Linked DNA regions of Drosophila melanogaster: region 2 is linked to region 1. A link is a contact called in public Hi-C data. All regions are on one chromosome and are shown on one strand. The core of a region is the stretch at or near the end of the contact, and the rest is flanking DNA. Distances in the headings are between cores, read along the strand shown. Region 1 holds the start of Syx4 (Syntaxin 4). Region 2 holds the start of CG32795.

What was found. A called contact is a pair of places that touch in the nucleus more often than the background predicts.
Region 2: a contact with region 1 is called in a Hi-C map of the Kc167 cell line, with 1.9 times the contacts expected there. The contact joins the promoter of CG32795 here to the promoter of Syx4 in region 1. A contact is called at or near these places in 58 of 107 Hi-C or Micro-C datasets (the D17-c3 cell line, the Kc167 cell line, the ML-DmBG3-c2 cell line and 18 more).

What each region holds. Positions count from the first base shown.
Region 1 is chrX:2,741,361-2,747,711 of dm6, forward strand. It overlaps Syx4 (Syntaxin 4), which reads right to left and starts at 2,716. Exons shown (of 7, transcript NM_080318.3): 1 at 2,091-2,716; 2 at 1,201-1,437; 3 at 538-631; 4 at 229-471; 5 at 63-136. The coding sequence starts at 2,123. The region is part of intron 2 of kirre (kin of irre); the gene reads left to right.
Region 2 is chrX:2,788,304-2,794,654 of dm6, forward strand. It overlaps CG32795, which reads right to left and starts at 2,264. Exons shown (of 9, transcript NM_001258580.1): 1 at 1,942-2,264; 2 at 1,756-1,854; 3 at 935-1,075; 4 at 191-309. The coding sequence starts at 997. The region is part of intron 2 of kirre (kin of irre); the gene reads left to right. It overlaps w (white), which reads right to left. Exons shown (of 6, transcript NM_057439.2): 2 at 4,552-4,825; 3 at 3,823-4,477; 4 at 3,446-3,761; 5 at 3,111-3,242; 6 at 2,296-3,040. The coding sequence ends at 2,426.

The sequences.
Region 1 (6,351 bases), core at 1,466-3,965:
TTTGATAAGGAATCATATCAGACAGAAGACTTAGTTGTTTGTATAATTCTTTCTTTACTCACATTATCCACAAAGAGTTTGGTTGTCTTGTTCTCGATGAGTAACTCGATTTCTTGTTCGCTGGCTTCAGAATTAACTAAAAAGTAGATTGTAACGAAGTTCTTAAACAAAATAATGTAATAGTTGCAAAGCATTTAATCAGACTCGTCCATTTTGTATCACACTTACTGATTTTTGTATGCAGTCTCAGATTCTTTTTGACCTTGGTCTCGTAGTTCTGCAGGAATAGTTCGTTTTTGTGCCACAGATTGATGAAAGTCTGGTGGAGTCCATAGAAAAGGGTTCTTTTCATCCTTGCCTCCAAGCTGTAATCGTTTTCCGCCGGCAGATTCGCCTTGAAGTCGTTGAATCGCGTCATTAGCTGATTGCCCAGCCTCAGGTTTTTGTTGTGAAGCTCATCCATCTCGTTCTCTGTGCGAATTGGATTTAGACCGTGATGCAGTGGAAGTATTCACAACTTTAGATTCAAATTCTTACCGTTGAAAGTTCGCAGATTGACAGTTTGGGCCATGCGGTTCATCGTCTCCAAGTTGGCGGCTATCTGTGCGAGTTGTTGGCGAATCTCCGTGTACTGAAAAGGAAGGATACCGTAAAAATCTATTAAAATCGTATATTCACTTCCATTGCATTTCCAGTACATTTCCTTGCTCAGGAGGAAGCAGTGCTTGTATTGCTTTTTTGCTTTGCAAGAGTTGTCTACCGTTGTTTACGTTTACATGGCGACTACTTGCCTTCTCTTCGTCCGCTCTCTTAACCACAATAAAAAACGTATTTAATGAGAAAATGTTTTTTTTTTTTTCTGGACTTATCACGAGTTTTCGCGCTACGCCGGCAGCGATTGAGTAATACAGCTGATTCATAAGTGCACACATGTGTGGGTAAGCCATAAAAAAGAAAAAAAGGGTTTCCCTCTCTCCGGCTCTCTGATCTTTTATTTCCATTGAGGGGAAACGTTTAACTATGCTAGATATTAGCTGCTTTCTGTTGTATGTTCTTGCTTCGCTAAGTATTTATAACTTTCAAGATAGCTATCTTAGGAGTTAAAGTTTCTTCTATTAACTATTTCAATACTCAATAATAGTAAAAACTTGTATGAATTCTGAAGTTGTGTTTTGTATACACTTCGATCCTTAAACTCACCGGATTGAGTATGTCATCCACATTCGAGCCATACTGCGTCATCTTTGAACTGGACCGATCCTTGGGTTCGGTGCTGCTGTTATTGTTGCTGCAGCTGTGAGAGTTTTGGCTAACGACACTGTAGCTATTATTGTTACCGCCGGTGTTGCCAATGATGAACTCCGTGGTTCCACTGTACACGTTCAAAAGCAGTGAACCGTTCGACGACGAGTTCGACGAGTTCGTGCTCAATGAGCGCTGGAATTAGTACAGCAAAAATGAGAAGAAAAAAAAATAAATAAATAAAAATAAAATAGGTCCATGCGATCCTAACGAACTGCAGGGAAAAACTGAGAAAAAACTAAATTGAAACTAACAACTTTGGTTGAGTTTATTTACGTTTGTGTGTTCACAATCTGGCGCGGTGTAAATGAACTATAAAAATGACTTCGGTACTGAAATTCACTTGGTGCTAAAAGTTTGTCGGCGGAAACGCGGGGTTGCCCCGTAAGTGTGATGTGTGGCCACATTATCGTCGTTATCTCTGGCCGATCTGATAAATGCCATAGCGAACACCCACCAAACCCCCTTGGCTCACAAGTCGAAATAGTGCCAAAAGCGCCAACAGAAATGTGAGAGATTGGGCCAATTGTAAAGAAGGTGGCAGCACCTTGGTCAGAATGTGTTTCAACGTGCCGCAAAAAAAAAAAAAACTTTGATTAGGATTACTTTTTACCGAGAAAAGTGGAATCCTTTTCCTGGCAAATACCACCAAATGTATTTCATCGTGTTAAGTAGATTTTATTCGTATTGCGGTTTGAGTGATGCCAAACCACTGTGCTTCAAACTAATTAGCAGTTACCTCATCCCAACCTCCCAACCAACCACCCACGTTTCTAATATTTTCTTACCTGCAAAAGCTCGGGCAGTCGATCTTTACCCATTTCTGCAACTTGGACTGCCTTTGGTTTGAATTATGCCAATTATATGCCAAATTTATGCCAATTCCTTGAATTCCTTTCCAGTACTCCAAAATGTCCACTTTATATCCTTTACAGCAGCTTCTGAGCTTTGTTCCTGGTTTGTTGTTGCCGTTGCCTCCAACAGCTGTTCGCGAATGGGAAAATTTGATTGAGAGCGCAGGAGAGAGCGAAACCTGCTATCAAAGCTTATCAGCGCACAAGTTTCTGATAAGAGCCGCCTAATATTTACCGTCTGCCCTTCGGAAAGCGACAGGGCGGGGTGGAAAGTCATGGAGAGAGAGAGAGAGAGAGAGAGGGACAGTCAGAAAGGCCTAAACACAGATTATCACCTATCACATATTTGCCATTTATTGGCGGCTCTTTGCTCTCTTACTCGCTCTTTTGTTGCACACACACACAAACACAAAAAAGAAAAAAATTGGATTATGGGAAAAACTAGCTTTATGTATTTTTAAAATTTAACATGTAAATACATTCGGCTACATTTTATTCGATTTATTGAAAATCAATTCCTTTGTCTTCACCGCGCCGCATACGTTTTCGAACTAAAAAATCGACGCCGGCACAAAAACGCAGAGCCTCCCAGTCGCGTCGAGATTTCTTTCAATTCAAAAAGATTAAAGACAGCAAACACTCTGGCTACAGCCTGGGCCAAAATAATAGGCATTTTATGGTATAAATTCATTGGGCCTAATCCAAATTCAAATTAGTTATGAAAAATTCAAAAATGTACATTAAATGCAGCAATAGAATTGTGATTTGAATATACGAAGGTATTCGATTTCATGAACTTCGGTGTATTTGATATGTACGTTCATGTGCTTTAGCTGGAGAGAGATAAAGATAGAGACTCGTACTACATTATGTGTAGTTAGTGGCGATCTACATTTTTTGTTGTCTCCGAATAAAATGAATAAATCGTCTTTGCCACCGAAATGAAAACTGGTTAGGCGGCGGAGAAAAATGTGTTAATTGTTTTTATTATTATTTCTACTCTGTTGTATGGTAAACATTTCTACATTGCTCTGCCGCCTTTTGCTGTTGTTGTCGCACTTTTCACGCTCCATGTTGCCGTTCAATTGAAATAAAAGACCGAGTAAGAGAAATAAACCTGCGACGAGAACGTTCAAAAGTCACTTGCGCTAATTAGTTGAACTTTTTTCTATTGCTGGCTTTGTACTGTGCCACCATATGCATTTACAGGGTATCAGCGGGTCGCATCTATGTAGGTCAAGGGTGTAAATTCATTGTCAAGCGTTGTACTCACCACTTTTTACAACTTGATCCCTTCAAAACGCTTGTGTAAATTATACTTCTTAAGCACAGTTCAGTTGCTTGTTTCTTCGAAAGTTTCCCATAATAAATTTATTGCTATTTTGCTTACTGGGTAGCTAGATGGTCTACCCGCTTTATATTAGCAATTCTTGCGGTTGCAAAACGAAGCTTATGAACTGCCCTCAACTACGTCAACAACAATAACAAGAAAAATAAAACCATCAACACCAGACAGTTGCGAATTTCCATTTCTCATTTGGTTCGCAATTCTTCTCAAGTTGCCATGCCATTTAAAAAGACGGCAGAAAAGAATCGTGTCGCGAATTCTTCCCTCTCTAATGATTGTATAAAAAGCATACGTATACGTGATATACTGATACTTTGAATTGAACTGCATGTAGCGCCATAAGGTTAAAACATTTAAATCGATTTGGAAATTCAATGTGGAATATGTGAATTCGCGAATACCCTTTAATACACCCTTTAAACATGAACATTTACTTTTTATTGCAAAATACCAATTAATTGAGATTGAGATAAACTGATGTTTCTGAGCTTGAACTTGTTACTTTATTTTTGCTTTATTTTTTTTTTGTTTGGCTTTTAAAATGAGTCATATAAGTCATGTTTTTTTTGTGACCCCGTCGTGGAATTCGAACCGCCAATCGCTTATCAGATACATTCGGAAGGTTTTGTGAGTTCCAATATCATTTTATTAGTCGACGATTTCTTGCCAACTCGTTATTAAGAGGCATTCAATTGCTCGAAAGTCGTGAATCCGCTTTTATTTACAAACGATCGTATAGAACTCTGACTCAATGAAGATATTGTCACTTTTGTGCTGTAAAGTTAAAAAAAAAAACTGCATAACAAAGCAAAACTCAATTTAGGTGGAGTGGCTATACAAAGCAGTTTATTTTTATCAATCCATGGGATTCATTGAGTTTAGGTAATGAGAATACAAAAAGATGAAATTCTTGTTTTTCCCGCCTTTATTTGCATTGCGGACTGTAAGTCTAAAATGTATTCCAGGTTATTATTATCTATTCACTTATTTTTTTAGTGCAAATTGTTGGCAAAACAGCAACATATTCATATTCCCTGCGTTTAACACCCGCTTTTCACCTTTTTCCATTGCTTTTCCATAAACAAAGGGGTCGGAAAAGCGGAGATATTGTTATAGGCAGTCAAGTTTATTGTGCCCGTTTTTTGTTAGTTTTCTCGGCTTTCGCGCTTTCCTTTGTTTACAATTTATTTTGTCATGTGTCGAAAATTGCAAATTTATGAGTTTTTGATGAGTCTTTTTGTGCGTTGTCCCCACCTTAGTTACCACTTCTGTTGTTATTTTTGTTTGTTTTTATTTGGGTCAGAGGCTCACGCACAAAACGAGAAATGGAAACTGATGGAAAGCGCTGGCGGTGCGGTGGAAAAGCGATAGCTTTGGGAAAATCAACTGGGGCGGTGGGGTCGGCAAGTGTGTGCGCTTTTTGACTTTTGATTAAATTCGCACTCGTCAAAAAGAAAAAAACAAAAAAAATAGGGCAACATTTACAAAAAATATGATAAATAATTGAACTCTTGCAAAAATGGCTTAGACCTGCCGATATCCTGTAGTTCTCAGTTCATATTTTTATCTATCTTCGCACGCCATTAAACATTAAATTTTAGAAATGTTTCGTTTGAGTATGAACCATTCGGATCATTCCAAATAAATATATTGAATTCCTAATACTGATTAAACAGAATTAAACCGGGTTGGCATCTCTCGGTATACCCGTGCTTGGTTGCCATGCCCAAATTGGCGGAGGAAAATATCCAAATATTTCACGTGCCAAACACAACTGTAGACAAATTGCTTTTAAAGCCTTTAAGGCAAGCTGCAAGTGCAGGGCGATGGGTTAAAAAGGATGAGAAGGTTGATCCGCACCAATTTAAATACGCGCCCAAAACTATGCAACGAAATTTCATATTTCTCTCTTCCATTTGCATAAAAGTCACACCAACGCAAAAACCAAAAACCAGAAACCAAAAAAAGTCCCCTCACTCCCACTTTCATGGTGTTTCTGGTTCTGGTTCTTGTTCGGTTTTTTTTTTCAATGCAAATTTTTGACTAGTTGCGGTCAGGATAAGTGTTTGGTTTCGATGGTTCACAGAGAAGAAGGGTCCTTCACGTGGGGGCGTGCACCACATCGTAATGTGAATTATTCATTTGTTTATGCTCTTAGTTTGTGTTTTAATTAAACTTGTTGGATGTCAGGGGCGAGTTTGGTTTGTATTCCCATACATACATCTGTAGGTGGGTGGCTCGCATTCTCTCGAGACCCACGGGGCGTATGAGTAATGTACGGTTTGATTGTCCCTTTTTATTTCCATACCGCTATTTTGCCAAGCAGTATCTTTATTATATATACTAATTATTGATTGGAGTAGTGCAAGTGCTTTTTAGTGATCTATCCATGTTTAGTAATATTTTATCAGCTTGAAACTTTAAGGTCGGGTCTCCAAAAAAGGCATAAAACCCAGAAAAGGCAATGAAAATTGCCAAGTCGCATTATTTATCGTATACGCATCGGGGAGTATAGCGAGCACACACACACACGCACACAAGTGCTCTTAAATGCACACACACAGACACAGATACACACACACACACATGCAGTGTTAGAGCGGAAGGGGGCAAAACAAAATGGCGCTGCATTCATAATGGCGGTTGGTGGTTCGGTCGCTTCCTGTCGTCGTTCCGTCGACGCTCCGGTTCTTCTTGTCGCAGCGGATGCTTGGCATTTATTGCAGGCGACAATATTTTGCTTTGCCCTGCATCCTCTCAGCGCCTTGGCCCAGCCCAAACCACCTACCCCGCCCCTTGCCATGCACTGAGAACAATGGGACTACGGAATTCAATTACAAGGCATTA
Region 2 (6,351 bases), core at 1,014-3,513, 46 kb after region 1:
GCTAATGATTACCACACAAATGGCAAGTAGATCATTATAAATAACTGGAGTTGGTTGGCAAAGCAAACTCATTTAATTGCAAGGAACAAATATAACTGCATGTTTAATCTTTAATGGTTACAGTGTGAGCCCGCCCACCTTCCCGTTGGTTCTTCAAATTAATCCAGGGTCAATGACCTCCAATACTCACTGTCGCAGAGACGTCGTTATCTGGTTCATGCGGTACCGCTGATGCTTGATCTCATTGAAGCAGATTTGTTGATGGCTGTGCAGCTGTTCCAGCAGCTCGATGTACCGCCTGTTGCAGCTCTGTGATCGGTGGGAATAAAAAAAAAGGGTTGGAAAGGAATAAGCAAGACCATTGAGAAGAATTTTGAATACCCTTGCCGAGCATCGAGCACATTTTTTGCCAGCTCTCAAAGTTCAAAGTTCAATGGTATTATCTCTACTTATCGTAATAAACAGCCATATACCAACAATGAGTTCAATAATCTTTAAAAACAGGCGATCGGAATTTCATACGTTACTGATATCATAGCTGTAAACTTATTTATGAACAGCTGTTTGTTAAAGTTTTAATTTTGAAAATCTTCTGATTGGAAAGAAAAAAAAAGTGTATACAATTATGCATACAAAATTTGGTGCCATTTATAATGGTGCTTAACACTTTTTGCTGATAATAGTATCAAATTTAATGGAAATTATTGAGTTCTTAGTGAATTTCATTTGGCTCTCTTTGGCAAGGGTATTTTTAAGAACAAGCAGCTGTTTTTGTCCAAGGTGAAAGCGACACAGACACACGTGTGGGTGTTTGTGCGCGTGCCTCTTTCATGTCTTCGAATTTTGGTATTGATATCTATATAGTCTGTGGGCATTACTTCTCGATTCTACAGATGTATGTTTGTATATATAAATGAATATATATAGAGCTTACCTCCAGTTCGGCAAACTCCTTATTGAGTTCTTCCCACTCGTTTTTCAGCGAATCGATATTCATTCTGGTGGTTTTTTGCGGCTTTGCTCGCCGTTTATCCTTTATTTGGCTGCTATTATTTCTCCGTTTGTTTTTGTTTGCCTAGGTGGTTGTTGTTATTATTATTATTATTTTTATTATTTTTATTTGTTGTATGCAACAGCTGGCAAAGAGAAGAAGCAGAAGATGTTGCGTTTGAGGTTAGGAAATAAACCGGTGAAAAATCAATTAAATATTTTTCTGCGATTTCCCAACAAACAAACACGCACGCACTCACACACATGCACACACACCAGAGCACACCCACACAATCACGTTGCCACGTTGGAAAAGCAAAGAAGCAACAAAAAAAAGACCGCAATTTGCCTTTGCAATTGGAAAATTAACAAACAAAACTCAAAAGTCAACACAACTTATGCCGCGTTCTCTTGCCTTTCGCGTTTATTATTTTTTAAAAATAAATACGTACTCGCGATGAGCACGAAAACAACCGGACCGCTACCGTCGACTAATATTTTGTTATTAACTATTTCCGCTGCACTTTTGTTTTAAATACTTCGGCCAAACACACAAAATACAACACATAAAGCGCAAAACAACAAAAAACACACTGCCCACACGCACACAAAGAGAGCGCGAGAGCGCGCCAACCAAGTAGCGATAGATAAGAGAGAGAGAGAGAGAACTAGTTCCAGTGAAATCCAAGCATTTTCTAAATTAAATGTATTCTTATTATTATAGTTGTTATTTTTGATATATATAAACAACACTATTATGCCCACCATTTTTTTGAGATGCATCTACACAAGGAACAAACACTGGATGTCACTTTCAGTTCAAATTGTAACGCTAATCACTCCGAACAGGTCACAAAAAATTACCTTAAAAAGTCATAATATTAAATTAGAATAAATATAGCTGTGAGGGAAATATATACAAATATATTGGAGCAAATAAATTGTACATACAAATATTTATTACTAATTTCTATTGAGACGAAATGAACCACTCGGAACCATTTGAGCGAACCGAATCGCGCGGAACTAACGACAGTCGCTCCAAGGTCGTCGAACAAAAGGTGAATGTGTTGCGGAGAGCGGGTGGGAGACAGCGAAAGAGCAACTACGAAACGTGGTGTGGTGGAGGTGAATTATGAAGAGGGCGCGCGATTTGAAAAGTTTGTATATAAAAAATATATCCCGGTGTTTTATGTAGCGATAAACGAGTTTTTGATGTAAGGTATGCAGGTGTGTAAGTCTTTTGGTTAGAAGACAAATCCAAAGTCTACTTGTGGGGATGTTCGAAGGGGAAATACTTGTATTCTATAGGTCATATCTTGTTTTTATTGGCACAAATATAATTACATTAGCTTTTTGAGGGGGCAATAAACAGTAAACACGATGGTAATAATGGTAAAAAAAAAAACAAGCAGTTATTTCGGATATATGTCGGCTACTCCTTGCGTCGGGCCCGAAGTCTTAGAGCCAGATATGCGAGCACCCGGAAGCTCACGATGAGAATGGCCAGACCCACGTAGTCCAGCGGCAGATCGGCGGCGGAGAAGTTAAGCGTCTCCAGGATGACCTTGCCCGAACTGGGGCACGTGGTGTTCGACGATGTGCAGCTAATTTCGCCCGGCTCCACGTCCGCCCATTGGTTAATCAGCAGACCCTCGTTGGCGTAACGGAACCATGAGAGGTACGACAACCATTTGAGGTATACTGGCACCGAGCCCGAGTTCAAGAAGAAGCCGCCAAAGAGCAGGAATGGTATGATAACCGGCGGACCCACAGACAGCGCCATCGAGGTCGAGGAGCTGGCGCAGGATATTAGATATCCGAAGGACGTTGACACATTGGCCACCAGAGTGACCAGCGCCAGGCAGTTGAAGAAGTGCAGCACTCCGGCCCGCAGTCCGATCATCGGATAGGCAATCGCCGTGAAGACCAGTGGCACTGTGAGAAAAAGCGGCAATTCGGCAATCGTTTTGCCCAGAAAGTATGTGTCACAGCGATAAAGTCGACTTCGGGCCTCCCTCATAAAAACTGGCAGCTCTGAGGTGAACACCTAAATCGAATCGATTCATTAGAAAGTTAGTAAATTATTGAAATGCAAATGTATTCTAAACATGACTTACATTTATCGTGGCAAAGACGTTTTGAAAGGTCATGTTGGTCAGGAAGAGGAAGATGGCTCCGTTGATATTCATCACACCCACTTGCGTGAGTTGTTGGCCCAAAAAGATGAGGCCAATCAAGATGGCAACCATCTGCAAATTAAAATGTTACTCGCATCTCATTAATATTCGCGAGTTAAATGAAATTTATTTATCTTCTGCAAAACTATAAACTATACATCTCATTGAAAAAAACTAAGAAGGGTGTGGAATCAGGCAATTCTATCTAAAATCTAGCGAATTTGTTTCCAAGAATTGTAAGCGTTATATCATTTGTTTCCACTGGAACCACTCACCGTTGTCTGAATAAGTCGCACTTTTACGAGGAGTGGTTCCTTGAGCACCGACAGCCAGGATCGCCACAGGACCGCCCGGAACTGCATGAACCAGGTGGCCTTGTAGGTGTACCCATTCTCCGGCTGCTCCAGTGGCTTCTCCAGATTTTTGGTGGCCAACAACTGCTCCATATCCCGGGCTACTTTGCTAATGGCAAAATTGTCGCATATCTTGGCGATCCGATCACGGGACTCGATCTCCCGTCCGGGCACAACGGCCAACACCTGTACGTAAAAGTCCGCCGGATTGTAGTTGGTAGGACACTGGGCACCCACGCTGGATAGGAGTTGAGATGTTATGTAATACTAGATACCCTTAATAAACACATCGAACTCACTAGGAAAAGAAGTCGACGGCTTCGCTGGGAGTGCCCAAGAAAGCTACCCTGCCCTCGGCCATCAGAAGGATCTTGTCAAAGAGCTCAAACAGCTCGGAAGACGGCTGATGAATGGTCAGGATGACGGTCTTGCCCTTCTGCGACAGCTTCTTCAGCACCTGGACGACGCTGTGGGCGGTAAAGGAGTCCAGTCCGGAGGTGGGCTCATCGCAGATCAGAAGCGGCGGATCGGTTAGAGCCTCGGAGGCGAATGCCAGACGCTTCCTTTCTCCGCCGGACAGACCTTTCACCCTGCCGGGCACACCGATGATCGTGTGCTGACATTTGCTGAGCGAAAGCTCCTGGATCACCTGATCCACGCGGGCCACTCGCTGCCGATAGGTCAGATGTCGTGGCATCCGCACCATGGCTTGGAAAATCAGGTGTTCCCTGGCCGTTAGGGAGCCGATAAAGAGGTCATCCTGCTGGACATAGGCGCACCTGGCCTGCATCTCCTTGGCGTCCACAGGTTGGCCATTGAGCAGTCGCATCCCGGATGGCGATACTTGGATGCCCTGCGGCGATCGAAAGGCAAGGGCATTCAGCAGGGTCGTCTTTCCGGCACCGGAACTGCCCATCACGGCCAAAAGTTCGCCCGGATAGGCCACGCCGCAAACTGAGTTTCAAATTGGTAATTGGACCCTTTATTAAGATTTCACACAGATCAGCCGACTGCGAATAGAAACTCACCGTTCTTGAGCAAATGTTTCCTGGGCGCCGGTATGTGTCGCTCGTTGCAGAATAGTCCGCGTGTCCGGTTGACCAGCTGCCGCCATCCGGAGCCCGGCTGATTGACCGCCCCAAAGATGTCCATATTGTGCCAGGCATAGGTGAGGTTCTCGGCTAGTTGGCCGCTCCCTGAACCGGAGTCCTCCGGCGGACTGGGTGGCCGGAGCGTGCCGTAGTTTTTGGCCTGCCCGAAGCCCTGGTTAATGCAGCTCTGCGAAGCCGCTCCGCTGTCACCCTGCAATGATAGGGGATCTCAAATATCAACTACAAGCGTTATGCTCATCTAACCCCGAACAAAAAGTACCCCGAAGTATCCTACGAAGTAGGTTTATACTTTTATTTATTTTTTGTGCATCTAGAAAAGGTTTCAAGCTGAAAACTTTTCAATTTCACGGCGTTCGTCCATAAAAATGAAGGCGTCTGTGCATAAATCTAGCCCAGCCTGGCCAATCCCTGCTCCGCCGTCCCTGTTTCCGGGCACTAACCCCCCCCCCCCCCCTCGGCTTTATAAAGAAGGAGCCCATCTGTTTAATAAAAATGCCCAAGATCCGAGTTTTCCAAGTTTCCCAAAAAGGAGATGGCGAGGCCTATTTAAAATGTGCAAATTAGGGCTGGCACTTGGTGGATGGCCTTGAAAGTGGGCGGTGGACGGTTGACGGGGTCACAGGTCGTTGGGCGATGGACGATGGGGCGATGGGACGATGGGTGGTGGCAGTGGCAAGGTTCCTCCACCATGTTGCCACCTCATAAGACAATTGCGAGTGTAAATCGCTGGCATCTTTGGCTTTCGTTTGGGGACTTTGAGCTTCGCCAGTTTTGTTTTTATTAAATATAAAACTTTAAGGATACTTTGGCTTTTTTTGGGTGGTGGGAAAACTCAATCTCTTGTAGATAAGTGCAATGAGCAGTATAAAGCAGTCCATTTACTTGATCCAATTATGTTGAACGCAATAGTGTTCAAACTACTACTTCTGCAATTGAGTTTAAGTTTATAAATCCGAAATACAAATTCTTATTTACGTTATTTTGTTTACGGGTAAAGTGATTTCCAAAACCACTGAGCTGTCAGTTTTCGCCCAGGTGGGGCTTCCCTTTTCGAAATGGCGGTAACCGAAGACGTTTGCGGTATGGTCAAATCAAGCCATCCTCCCCGCCCCAACTTTTCGCCCCATACCACTTCCGTTCGCGCATATTTTCATTTTCATAAACAATTTTCCGTTTTCCATTTGTGGGGTTTCTTGCCATCGCAGCGGCCTGCGGCAAAGCATAAATAACAGGGATCCACTAATTGGCGTCGAGGCAAAAAAAAAAAAAAATGGAAAAAACAAGACAAAATGATGGCCACAATATGGAAAGCATTTTATCCGCCGCTGCTCTCATAATAATTTGTATAAATAATCATAAAAAAAATTAAGCAAAAAAATGCAAGCAAATGAGAAAGGCAAAATCCGAAGAAGAGGGCCAAATAAAAAGCTGACATTCAATAAAAGCAAGAAAAAATAATGTCCACCTTGCACTCAGCGCCTGGCGGTCCTTGCTACAGTGAGCCCTGCTAAGAACTTTCATTTTTTGAACTATTTAAAATTAAATTTATTTTTCAAAACGATTGGGGGATTTGGATTTATCGTTTACATTGCTACATATAAAATCTAGCTAAAAGACCAAAGCCTGAAAACTGTTGCATTTCCTCCTTAGCGAGGCTTCACTGCTCATCTTCTGCTGCGATGCTTTGACAGCTTATTCTTCTAGCCACTCAGTGTC